Regions from separate parts of the Mus musculus genome. Here region 1 is linked to region 2. The links are chromatin contacts, called in public HiChIP or PLAC-seq maps. All regions are on one chromosome and are shown on one strand. Each heading gives the region's core, a stretch centred on a gene start, on an enhancer-like site or on the middle of the called end of the contact. The rest is flanking DNA. Distances are from core to core; before and after follow the strand shown. Region 1 holds the start of A330032P22Rik (RIKEN cDNA A330032P22 gene). Region 2 holds the start of Iyd (iodotyrosine deiodinase).

What was found. HiChIP or PLAC-seq counts read pairs in DNA pulled down with a chosen protein or histone mark.
Region 1: a contact with region 2 is called in an H3K27ac HiChIP or PLAC-seq map of hepatocytes, with 6 times the contacts expected there. The contact joins the promoter of A330032P22Rik here to the promoter of Iyd in region 2. A contact is called at or near these places in 9 of 39 promoter capture datasets (the 3T3-L1 cell line, 3T3-L1-derived adipocytes, the HPC-7 cell line and 5 more), 2 of 484 Hi-C or Micro-C datasets (the HPC-7 cell line and liver) and 1 of 115 datasets of contacts at active chromatin or transcription factors (hepatocytes).

Annotation. Positions count from the first base shown.
Region 1 is chr10:3,714,912-3,720,945 of GRCm38.p6, forward strand. A330032P22Rik (RIKEN cDNA A330032P22 gene) reads left to right here and starts at 3,247. Exons shown (of 4, transcript NR_169108.1): 1 at 3,247-3,276.
Region 2 is chr10:3,537,193-3,543,471 of GRCm38.p6, forward strand. It overlaps Iyd (iodotyrosine deiodinase), which reads left to right and starts at 3,082. Exons shown (of 5, transcript NM_027391.4): 1 at 3,082-3,269. The coding sequence starts at 3,104. Gm30033 (a long non-coding RNA gene) reads left to right here. Exons shown (of 3, transcript XR_380041.2): 3 at 2,272-2,435.

The sequences.
Region 1 (6,034 bases), core at 1,997-4,496, 180 kb after region 2:
TAGTTCCTCCATTGGTTGTGCTCAGACCAATGGTTGGCTGAGATCATCCACCTCTGTATTTGACAGGCACTGGCAGAACCTCTCAGGAGACAGCTATATCAGGCTCCTGTCAGCAAGCACTTATTGGTATCCACAATAGTGTCTGGGTTTGGTGACTGTATATCAGATGGATCCCCAGGTGAGGCGGTCTCTGGATGTCCTTTCCTTCAGTCTCTGTTCCACACTTTGTCTCTATATCACCTCCCTGTCTATATCCCCTCCCATGGATTTTTGTTCCCCTTTCTAAGAAGAACCTAAGTAGCCATACTTTGGTCTTTGTTCTTCTTGAGAGAAGCAGAGAAGTAAATGTGAAGGAAAGAGATTTGAGTAGTGGAGGTGCACATGTAACAAGCAGGAAGTGGGAAAACCAAAAAGGCATGGAGATTTCTTACCCTCCCACAGTACACACTGTTCTTCTGTTAGTCAAGCCCTTTCCTTGGGAAAATAACCTGGAGACTGTCCATGGTTGGTTTCAGATGACCTGGATCTCCATGTGCCCATTCAGAGTCCTGGGTGGCTGTGTGGGAACGGGGAGAGCTGAGCTATTGAGGGATGTCTATCTGCCATGTGAAGGGTCTGCTCTGCCAGGGCCCATGATAGTCAGCATTTTCCAGCAAGCCCTGCTCACATTGTTCTGACACAACCTGTGCTCCACCAGACAGAGCACTGACCCCTAACTAGCATGGGTCATATGTCCTCTCCCAGTGTCATCAGAGATCATTCTGGGTTGTGCACTGACCCAGGACAGAGGCCAACAAGCAGTGGTGTCCCCAGCAGGAGTGGGACAGTGCAGCAGACCCAGAAGAAAGCAAAAGCTGTGACAGAGCGTGCTCTCCAGCAGGAGTTGGCTTTGGCACAGCATCCCAGGAGATTCAGCTCATGCAAAAAGAGGGGTGCTGCTGGTTGCTGTAGCTGTACTGACAGTTGGCCAGCTGCTATGCTGGCTTCGTTCCTGCATATCCAATGCCAGTCATCTTTTGCCTTCACCTCCAGCTCACCTTCTCTGGTTCTAAAGCCCTCTACCTTCACTTCCTCCAATGTAAGGCAGTATAACTAGGAACCAGACATAAATTCTATAACAACAGAGTTCACAAAGGGAGCCAGATGACCCTTATACTCCAACTTTCCCATCTGCAGAATGGGTAAGAGACTATGCTTAACTCGTCACTGAGGATCCCCTTAAAATCACTGGGATACAGGTGCTGCTGATGATACAAGTGTTAGTGCCCTGCACCCTCCCAGTCTGCTCAGTTCATATTGTCCTTGTCTTTTCTTACCAGTTCCTCAACAAATTGTTTCCGATAGTAGCAAATGATGGTGTAAATGTGAAATTAGACCAAATAGAAAATGGTCAAAATCGCTGAAAATCGACTTTGAGCTTATGAATAACAACTAAAAGAAAGATGTTATTCTTGTTAAAAATTCCAAGATGTTATAGAACTCACTGAAAATTGGTGAGAAATGGGTCACATTAATGGCTTTTCAAATTCTCCTCCATGGGGTGCAGAAAATGAGTTTGTTCCATATATCTCGGCATCAAGTCTGGGATTTACAAATAGGGAGTATTGAGTCACTCTGTGGGGTAGTTCCAAGTGCCTGGAGGAATGGCTTGGGGCTAGCCTGATGCCTTCTACTCCTAAACTTCCATCTATCCAATTAGTAGTATCTACAGGGTATCAGTTAAGTAAATAGAGCATTCCAAACTATTGCTGATTTAACTCATTTCTCAGTAACTTCCAATAAAATGAGTCAGAGTGTATACATCTGGCATATAACAGGATCATTCAACTCACACACACATACACAGACACACACACACACACCATATAAAGAAGAAAGAACAGGGAAGAAGGGCTGGTACAACTCAAATCTGCAGCTGGCCTCAAAGAGCTCCTGAGGGTTAAGAGAACATGCCTGCTCCAGAGCCAGTGTCTGTCTGGTGTGGAGATCCCTAGCAAGACCCCTTGAAAAACACCTCATCCTGACCTATTAGTCAGACAGCAGAGGGGTTTGTTTGTTTGTTTGTTTGTTTGTTTCATCTAGTTGTGATGGCTCTTCTTGGTTGTCCAATTGACTACATCTGGACTAACTAAAACCCGAATGGCTGGACATACTTGTGACAAAGTATTTTTCTTAATTAAATTATTTGAAGTAGAAAGACCCACTTCTAATCTGGACCTTTGAGAGGGAAGATCCTTCTTTAGTCTGGGCCACACCTTCTGCTGGCAGTGTATTTAAAAGACATGGAAGAAGGAAGTTTGCTCTCTGTATGCTTGCTCTAGTTCTTGCTAACAAGACTATTTATTGTCATTAGAGCCTACTTCTTCAGGATTCTGGCATAGACTAAAAACCAATTGGGATATCCAGCTTCCTGGACTGAACGACTACTGGGTTCTTGGACCTTCAGCTGGTAGACAGCATTGTTGAACTAGTTGGACCACAGCCTGTAAGCCACTCTAATAAATGCCTTAGATAGATAGATGATAAATAGATTTGTGGTAGATAATAAGTATATGAATGATAGATAATGGATGATAAAAAATACATAATAAATATATGAATGATAGCTAATAGATGAATGAGAGGTAGATACATACATACATACATACATACATACATACATACATACAAAGTCATTCTTTAAGTTCTATTTCTCTAGAGAACCTGGACTAACACATTAATAAAAATGTGGGATTTCTTCAATCTTGCATCATATGCTAATTAAAGCTCTTTGCCTTTAAGGACCCCATAGCTGCTCTCTGAGGAGATCCAGTTGCTTCCCTGCTTCTTAGATAGGAAGATGAAACTGGAGTCCAGAACCTTTAAGTTAGCAGCTCAGGGATCTCAACCTGTAGAAGAGGGAATCCAGGATTCCAGCCCAGGTCCCTGGACTGTAGGCTCCACTCTCAGACAGATGCTGCCCCCACTCCTTGCTGGAGACCAAAGGAGGATTTTCGTTCTCTTGAGACCCTGACAAAGCCAGGAGTAGATCGTTGTTACTATAGTCTCTCGCTGAAGAGTACCACCCCTTTCCTTCCCACACTGAAGATCAAAGAGACTTTCCTGAAAGCCTACAGCAAAGAGCTACTCAGGGAAGGCTGACTCTCCACTCCGCTCTGCCTGGTGGGGAGCCAATCTCTAGGGCCACCACAGGAAAATCTAACAGGATGCCAAGGCTCTGTGTCCAGAGCCAAGCCCTTCCCATCTGTGTCACATGGGATGAGGACTTTGAGCACGGTGAGTTTACAATCGCTTCTCTTCAGATCCACTTGATCATACCTAAACGTGGGAAGGGAACTGGCCAGACAACAGTGACAGCTGGCCAAGAACATGGAGGGAGGCTAAACGCTGGTTCTGATATCAGAGCTGTGCCTTGAAGGACATGCAGGATCGCAGTAGGCAGAAGAACAGACATGCTGTGCTTTGGGGAGGTACGGAACCCTCAGGAAATTGGAGGGCAGTTCCTTCCGCTGGTGCTTGAAGGGTGCTGGTCACCTCGGACTGCGCTGAATGGGTTTGGGAAGCAGGAAGGCCTGAGAGCAGGGAAGAGGGGTTGCCAGCTTCCTTCCGTTTCTCTCCCCGACTCCTCTTCCTGTGGTTCTGAGAATCAGCTCCTCCTTCGAAGTGGATGGAGGGACTTTCCTAGCCTCCTATCTGGACTGAAGCTAGACAGACTGGAGCCTGCAACAATGGCTTTCAATCGAGAGCCAGAACTCGGACTTAGGGGCAGCATTCTCCATAGAGGAGGAAGGGACTGTATTGTTACCTATTTGTGGAAGGCCTCCACACAGAGCATAATGCTTCTAATTATAACCAGCTTCAGCAGGCTGCTTTCTCTTGTTACTGATATAAAACTCTGTTCAGGACACATATATGCATACATGTGTCGTACAAAATCTGAATTATTCAGCTGTACTCCTTGTTGGGGGTGAGAATAACTGGAGGGCCTATAGAGCAGTGTCTTGAAATAAGTCAGAGATTACAAACTCTTCTCTACGTAAAATGTGAACATGATATAAAGAAGGCTGAAGCCCCCTTGATGATATATTTATGTTGCAGGTGTGTTTCCCCACTCATCCCCCTCCCTTCTCCATTGAGTCAACTATTATTAGTATCGTGCTATATGTAATTCCAGAATTCTTTACTATATCTTTATGTAGCTGAACATATGTATCTGTGTCATATGTTCTTATGGACTTGGAGGATGAAGCATGCCTTCTCATAATATAGGAGACAGAAAGTTCATTCCGATACAATGTCCTGTCGTCCTCACTAAAGATAAGCCTTCATTCTTGGTAAACTAACTACTAGTTCTACTTCTTAAAGAGGCATGACTAGTTGAACCTGAGATGCCCTCATCTGAGTGTGAGCTAAAGGGATGCTGCTTTCCCCTGATAATTTGTCTTCTTTTTTAAAAAATTTCAATAAAATGGCATATTGGTGATTGTCAAATATTAAAGAAATTCTTTTGCCTTTGTTGTAAAGAACAAAGATAAATTTCCTTGGGATCTGGATTTATGGAGATGGTAAAAGTCCTCATAAATGGGTTCCAGGTGATAGACCCAACTGGCTGTCAGGCCACCCTTGGGTTACTACATGGATATTAGCATAACTCAGAAATATTGGCAGAACAGGTATGCTGATGTTTTTCTTCTACCATGTCTTTGGAAGGATTTCCACTGAAGTTACAATGCCCAGGATAACTTAGGAACAGGGAAACACTGCAAATCCCAACCTTCCTCCAAGATTTCTTTCTGAGTGATCACAATCTTCAGGATCAGTTTCTTCCATGACCTTGCTAGTACAGTGAGGAGGCAGCCCATCCCTGCATGGAACCAAGCCTCATGTCTCATCAGCAAGTGGGTCGCATGTTGTGATATTCTAACAACATGCAAAAGGTACCTGGCTCTGGATGTGAGACAGTCCTTGGCTTCCCAAGACCTACTTCTCCATCTAAGGAAGACGGAAGCTGTCTTCAGGTTAGAGACTCTAGGCTGTGATGTCACAGATCAATATCAAGAAATTCTGTTGTAAAAGAAAGAACACATACATGAGATAAAATTGTGTCCCCATTATTCCACTTTTGCAAATGACAAGACACCAATGTCACTTAACTCCTGCTTCTCTTTAAAACCCATACTAAAATATTGAAGATACATGTGGAATATTTATCTCTAGGCGATGAAAACCCTGAAGATCTAAGAGAATATAAGTTTAATTGTTACATTAGTCATGCCAGAAAATGACAGTCACAGGCAGCAGCACCCCAGAGTGTCTCACAGGTGTGATGGCAGAGCTCTGTTAATTCCCACAGCAGGGAGCAGAGACTCTGGGAGCCTCACCCTGCAGCTCTGCAGTTCTTTCTAGACAGTGCAACTAGAGACCTCACCCTTTGCCCAGGCTCCTCTCCACATCACCCCATCCCTGGCTAAAGGGAAGAATCAGAGGCCTGTTCCCAAAAGCTTACCCTAAGTGGCTTCTGACAGCCCCTCTGAAGTGTCAGAAGCCAGTGGTGACAGGGCTATGGAGTCACACCCTGTCAGAAGCTGGACCCCAACCAAGCCTAACCAAAGGGTCTCTGTGCATGCCTTGTTTGTCTGACGGAGTTTTCCTTTTCCAAAGAAAAGGCCTTTCAGTTTCTTTGGTTTTGAAAGCCCAGGGAGGTTGCAACACGCTACTGCATAGCACATAGGGGATCATTGGTTCAGTGTTGAGATGAGTGTTCCACTGGACCATTTACACAGCCTCTCTAGTACTCTTGTGTTTTTACCCAGAAGACTCAGGTCGTGTGAGGCTGATGCTGACAAGTTATGTCATTTGCATAGTATGTGTGGCCCTAAGTGAAATCACACAAGCAAAGCTCTCAGTAATACAGAAATCTCAATAGCAGCCATTAAGTGGTCTTTCTCACCACTCAGATTCTATTGCGTCCCATAATATTTGAATACTTGTAGGCCTTCTATGCATTTTTCAACTTCAATACAGGTTATTTTTG
Region 2 (6,279 bases), core at 1,832-4,331:
ACCCATTTTCATCCTTAACACTCTTAATCGATGTTTATCAGTGGTTTGTCATCTGTAAGACACTATGTGTGGTTGAAAGATGCAGTAGGAAAACGTCTCCGTTAACACGTAATGGCAGGAAGTTCTGCTTATCTCAGTGGTGTTGGGGCTGCAATCTGGAAAATCTGAATTTGGGGTAAAGTCATGGTTGAGTGTCTTTCTTCTGGTCTAGTCTTTCTCAAACTTTGGCCAGCACCAGAGTCACCCTGAAGGCTTGTGGAAACTAGACTGCTGAGCTCTGCCCTCAGGGTGTTTGAGCCACTAGGCCTAGGATTTGGCCTGGCGTTAGCATCTCTAACAAGCCCCCAAGGGATGTTCCTATTAGGACTAAGGTCTTACTGTGGTCTAACTTGCTCCTCTAAATAGCCAGTGACACATAGCCAGCCCTTCAGTCTCTGTTTGCTTGTTTGTTTGGTTGGTTGCTTGGTTGATTGGTTTTTCAGAGAGTGGAGTTTAATTTAAAATGTTTCATCCTGTGGACGCAATGGAATAATGCAAACAGAGGAGGACTTAACTATCATTGGCACACAGACATCATGAGTGCAGGCATGATTCCACTCAGCGAGTGTCAGACAGACATATTCTTGAGTGGGGTAGAATTAGTGAAGGGGGTTTGTGTATAGATGAAGCTGACTTTTTTATTTAAATGGACTTGTAAGTTCCTGTGTCTCCCTGACTTCATATTTGATCTGAGATCAGATCACGGACAGAGTTCAGCCCAGCCTTGCTTCCAGCTTTTCCTTAAATTGTTGCCATCACAGTTGCTGCTGAGCACTTGATCTCAACCAAGACAGCTTGGTTTGCTCCTGTGAGCTCTGCTGGCTCACTCGATGCCCTGGGCAGCCTCTTTCCTACAGAGCCCCCCTTTGTCCCCCTTTGCCTTCTGCAAACAAACATTGGGGACTTTGAGAAGCAGGAACACAGACTGACTTCATAGGATTAACATCAGCATATTTGTTTGGGGAGGTGTGTCTTCTAGAATAAATAATACCATTCCTGATGTGGTCTGCAAGGTGGCAGCGGGAGCCTCAAAAGATGAATTAGAACTGGTGATCGGTCTGTAGAGACGAGGAACAACGGAGGACGGTGGGGAATCGCCTAGTATCTCCTCCTGTAGCTTCCCTTGGCACTCTTCTCCTTTTTCTCACTGGATAAAGACAAAGTACAGAAGCTAAGTAGCCCAGGAGCCTTCACAGCAGTGGTTCTCAACTGTGGGTCATGACCCTTTGGGGATCAAACGAAAGACCATCGGAAAACATAGATATTTACATTATGATTCCTAACAGTAACCAAAATACAGCTATGAAGTAGCAAAGAAAATAACTGTATGGTTGGGGGGATCGAGGAAGTGTATTAAAAGGTCACTGCATTAGGAAGGTGAAGAAGCTCTGCTGTAGAGGTACTAAGAGAAGAGAGGGCCCATCCTCAGATCAGCTACACGGTGTTCTGTGACCCTATGGCACAGATCCTGTTCCTCAAGGGAAGCCACATTGTTCCTGTACAAGTGTACATTACATTGGCAGCTGAAGCATTGTTCTGTACCGACACTATCAGAAGCTGGAGGCCTGGTCACTGAGGAGGTGTTAGGGTTAGAGGAAGCTCACTGGGTCCAGCGCAGGTGAAAATTGGCGGAATTCACAGGGCCCACCCTCCCCCTCCCCTGTACTCTGAGACCTGCAGATGCACCAGGTCGGGAACTTGGGTGGGTTTCAAATTCTAGAGTCAAAGTTTCTTCCCTCTGGAAGCCTTGTCTGATCTCCACACTGCTCTGCCCATCCTGCTGCTGTTACAGCTGCCAGACTTCTTGCCCCTGCACTGTGCTTTTTTAAAAATCTCTTTTCGGTGAGCTCCCAGAGCTGAGTGTGAACCTTGGCAGCCAGGCAGCAATGTCTCTTGTACTAGCACATAAAATCCTTGTCCCAGCTTTCCCCTGTTACCCAGGCAGGCTCAACACCGCAGGATCTTAGCTAAGAATTCTAGTCCACACTGCAGACGTACCCAGCATGGACTCAGGCTGCTTATGTCCCATTTATCTTCTAATGGCTTTGGCATGTCATTTGACCTATTCATGCCTCATTCATATGAGTGAAAATGGGAGCAGTAGCGGGATCTATGACATGAGGTTTTGGGGAGCACCTGTGATTTAGTACGTGGAATATGGAGGAGCCACAAGGGAAGCTTTCTGTGAGTAATGGTTCTCTCTCCCATCCTTCCTTCCTCCCTCATCCCCAGCTGTGAGAACAATACAAGCGAGGAGGAACAAAACCTGCTGGTCCCCGGGGCTTGGACATCTCAACCTCTGGAACTGTGAGACACGTGTTTCTGTTATTTATGTCACTCAACCAATGACATTTGTGTTCTGACAGCCTGAACAACAGAGGCATAGGCAAAGATAAAAACTAAGACAAAAAACAAAAAGCCTCAAGCTTAGATATAGTCATTTCAAACTGTTTGCATCACTTTTTCCAGATTAAAATCTTTCTTTAATGTAAAACATAGCCTTTCTTCTCTGTTGCATATGTTGGCATGGCTGTTAATTTTTTTTTTTACAGCCTCAGGGCAGTGCCTCTTACATATGTTGTTAAAAATGCACGTTGACAGCCTCTTTCTGGAAATTATCTTTCAGGATATCAGAACCTACATTTATAAATCTGCCCTTTTAAAAAATTAGCTCTCTGGGCAATTCCTAGCTTCAGGCAGTTGAAGATGCTTTGAGAGAATAGTTAAATAGGAGAAAGGTCAAATGCTTTTTTTCTTTAAAACCACCACCAGCAATGTAGCACATTACAGTGCTTAATGCACCCCATGGTCATTGATGTCTGAAAATATACTGATCAAGTGCACAGTTTTAAAATTGCATGCGTCAGAGCAGGACCAATCCCACACGCACCCAACTGTGAGCTTTGCTCCTTTGCAAAGTCCTCACGGAGTCTGAGTTTGTACTTTGCTCCCTCCCTGGCACTCCTCCCCGTTTCTACATCTACTCCCAGCATTCCCTGCTTCCATCTGTTTGTATAAATGCCAGTGTGGGAAAGCGCACACATTCCAGGTCGGACTTCAGACCATGTTTCTCCTCACCCCAGTCTTGGTAGCAGTTGTCTGTATCTTGGTTGTATGGGTCTTTAAAAATGCCGACAGGAACCTAGAGAAAAAGAAGGAGGAGGCTCAAGTTCAGCCCTGGGTGGATGAAGACTTGAAAGACAGCACAGAAGACCTTCAAGTGGAAGAAGGTAACAACCCCTGCGGTGCCCAGGGCTTTGCCCTGCATGTGTTTGCGATGGTGCGAACTGATGCCCAGGATTCAGAGAGCAAGCCATGCTGGCAAACCTTCGCTTCTGTTGTGAAAACAGAACAGTGTATAGCAAGGATGGTCATCTCAGGGCACTTGCCGGTACCAGCCTCTACCCAGTCCGAAGTCATGGAAGCTAAGATCTCTCCCAGCCCAGATCCTCTGCAGGTCAACACCTTCTGTCTCAGGGGTGGGGGTGGAGGCAGAGTCTCTGTACAGAGTGACAGCGAGCATGGCCAGGTTTTGATTAGGAATGCTGAAACTGAGAACGTGACCCGTCTAGGGATTGGGTACTTTCTCTTATGCCAGGCCCTGTGCCTTAGAGACAGGAGTGGCCCATGCCCAGCAAGAAAAGGGTCCGGTTTAGGGAATGAGGTAAAATAAGGAAACGGACAAGCCCTGTGGAACTAGTATAAGGTGTTTAGGAAAGGCTTGGGGGTCTGCTGGGGCATTGGGAAAGAGCAAAGCTGACCCGAGGGTAGAGGTGTGAGCAGCAGGGGCAAGCTGTGTCAGGAGGCGCACAAAGCCAGCACCCATGTTCTAATGCCTAGGAGCGATTCCTGGAAGGTGAAAGATGTGCAGACGGAGAAGTGAGGCAGAGAGGGCTGGCTGTGGCTGGCATGAGACCAGTGCTTGTCAGCCTTCCCAATGCTGCAACTCTTTAATACGGTTCCTCACATTAGAGTGATTTGCGACTGTAAAATTACTTTCGCTGATATGTTTATAAGTGTAATCTTGTTAGCGTTATGAATTGTAATGTAAATATCTGATATGCAGGGTATCTGGTCCCACTTGGGAAGTACTTCCCTTACCACAGAGAAGCACTGTCCTTAACCCCGACATCTGTTCTAAGGTTTGATGAGCAATGCTTTGGTGGGAGGGTAGTGGATGCCCAAGTCACAGTGAAGAGCATCAGATTTTAGATATTGGGGAAGATGGAGGGAGTGGCTGAGTCACTGTCATCCATGGACAAGGGCAGAAAGATCCAATTTAGGGGACACTGTAAGGGTGTGCTGCATTTATCATATTCATGATGTTAAATAAAACAATGGTCAGAACACATCAACTTGAGGAGGTACTCAGAGATTAGAGAAATAATCACCAAGTGGGTACTGTGAGAGAGAAGACTGAGGACAGAACTTGGGAGACACCTGAAGAGAAGAGGGACATGGTAGAGAGATATGCTACAGAAAGAAGATGACATGGTTGAAGAGTCTTGAGGACCACAACACACTCACATAGCATGCAGTGGACCCAGCTGGTGACACATCATATAGAGTAAGCCCTTCGTCTTCATGGTAATACAATGAGGTAGGCATTATCACTACTATCACTACTATCACTATTGCAGGAGACTGAGGCTGTAGTAGGGTACTGCCTACCCAGGCAGGTAGGACTCTGGCAGTCTATTTCCAGGGTCCAAGCATAGAGCTTTTGGCTGGGTAGCCTTTCTCACAGAAAAGCCTAGAACAGAGGAGGCTTAAAAAGAGAAATTCAGAGGTAGATTTCTTCCCTCTCAAGGCCACATTCCTGGGAGCAGTCAGGAGTTCAAGAGCAGTGAGAAGTGGCCCTGCTTGTTTTTAGGAGGTTCCTGCTAGCTCTCCACTGCTGTCTCTGCTGTCTGCCTTTTCTCAGGAAATGGTCTACCCACTACCCAGCTCCTGAAACCAGAAACAGAGAGGACCCTTTTCCTTCTCTGCCAGGAAGCAAGTCCCCTGAGTTTTGTCACCATGATGGGTTGGGAATCTGTTGTTCCTTCGGCTTCCCTGATGGGCCAAGTTAGCATCCTCCCTGTGTAAGATATGGGCACAGCTTCTGTGTGGCTTTTCTTGAGCGTTCTTGGTTCTTGTCTCTGTCTAAGATGCCTCTCCATAAGCATGTTAGAGTCCTCTGCTTACTTCCCGTGGGTGGCCTTCTGTGACACCAAACCTTAGTCCACATGTGCACAAGAAGCACATTCCATGGGCCCACACACCCTGCCTTTTGGGCTACTCCACGTTCTGTGAAAGGCCTCCCTTCCCTTGTCCAGTGAGACTCAGCCATGATACCTTTCAGCTGCTCACACTGGCCTGAAACACATCCTTTCCACTGTCACTCTTCCCAACAGACTATTAAAAACATGTATTATAAAATTCAATGTTTTTATTCACTGAAAACATCATTAGACACCGAACAACCTTCATTTCTTTTTACTTGTTCTGTGATATTTTTGGTGTGTTTGTGTATGCAGGCATGTATATGCCATGTCATGCATGTATGTAAGTCAGAAGACAAATTGAGGAGTCGGCACTCTCCTCTCACCATGAGAGTCCTTGGGATTAAGCTCAGCCTGTCAGGCTTGGTGGCAGTCACCTTTACCAACTGAGCCATCTTGCTGTTTATCTGCCTCAGATGCTGACAGCTCAGATTCCTTCACAGCCTCAGAACCCCGACTCCTGTCCCTTGTTTTCCTTGCCTGGGTCATTCCTCCAAATCTCTATAACTTCATTAAAAAATGTATATATATACTCCATTGGGATGGTTACATTTTATTATTCTATCCTTAAACATACTTATTGGTTTGTTTGCATATATAAGCTCTAAGGATATAGAAATCATGCTTATTTATTTATAAATTCTTGATAAGATCTTGTTGAGCAAATTGCCTATTTTAATATTCCAGGGTATGGGAGTATTGATTAATATAACTTGTATTATACATGCATGATATTTCATGTTTTGCAACTACGTAACTAAGACATTGGAAAAAATTCCCAAGTCAATCATACCCACAAAATGATCTTCTCTCAGCCCAGAATATCATCTTCCCCAACCATGATAAAGCCATGGTTACAGGCATCTCCCGAGCACAAGCCTGGAGGAGAAAATTGTACATCCACTCACTGTCTAAGACAATCATTGTCAGGATAGGACTTGCTTTTTCACACTTTGCTTCTTATAGCCAGTGTATG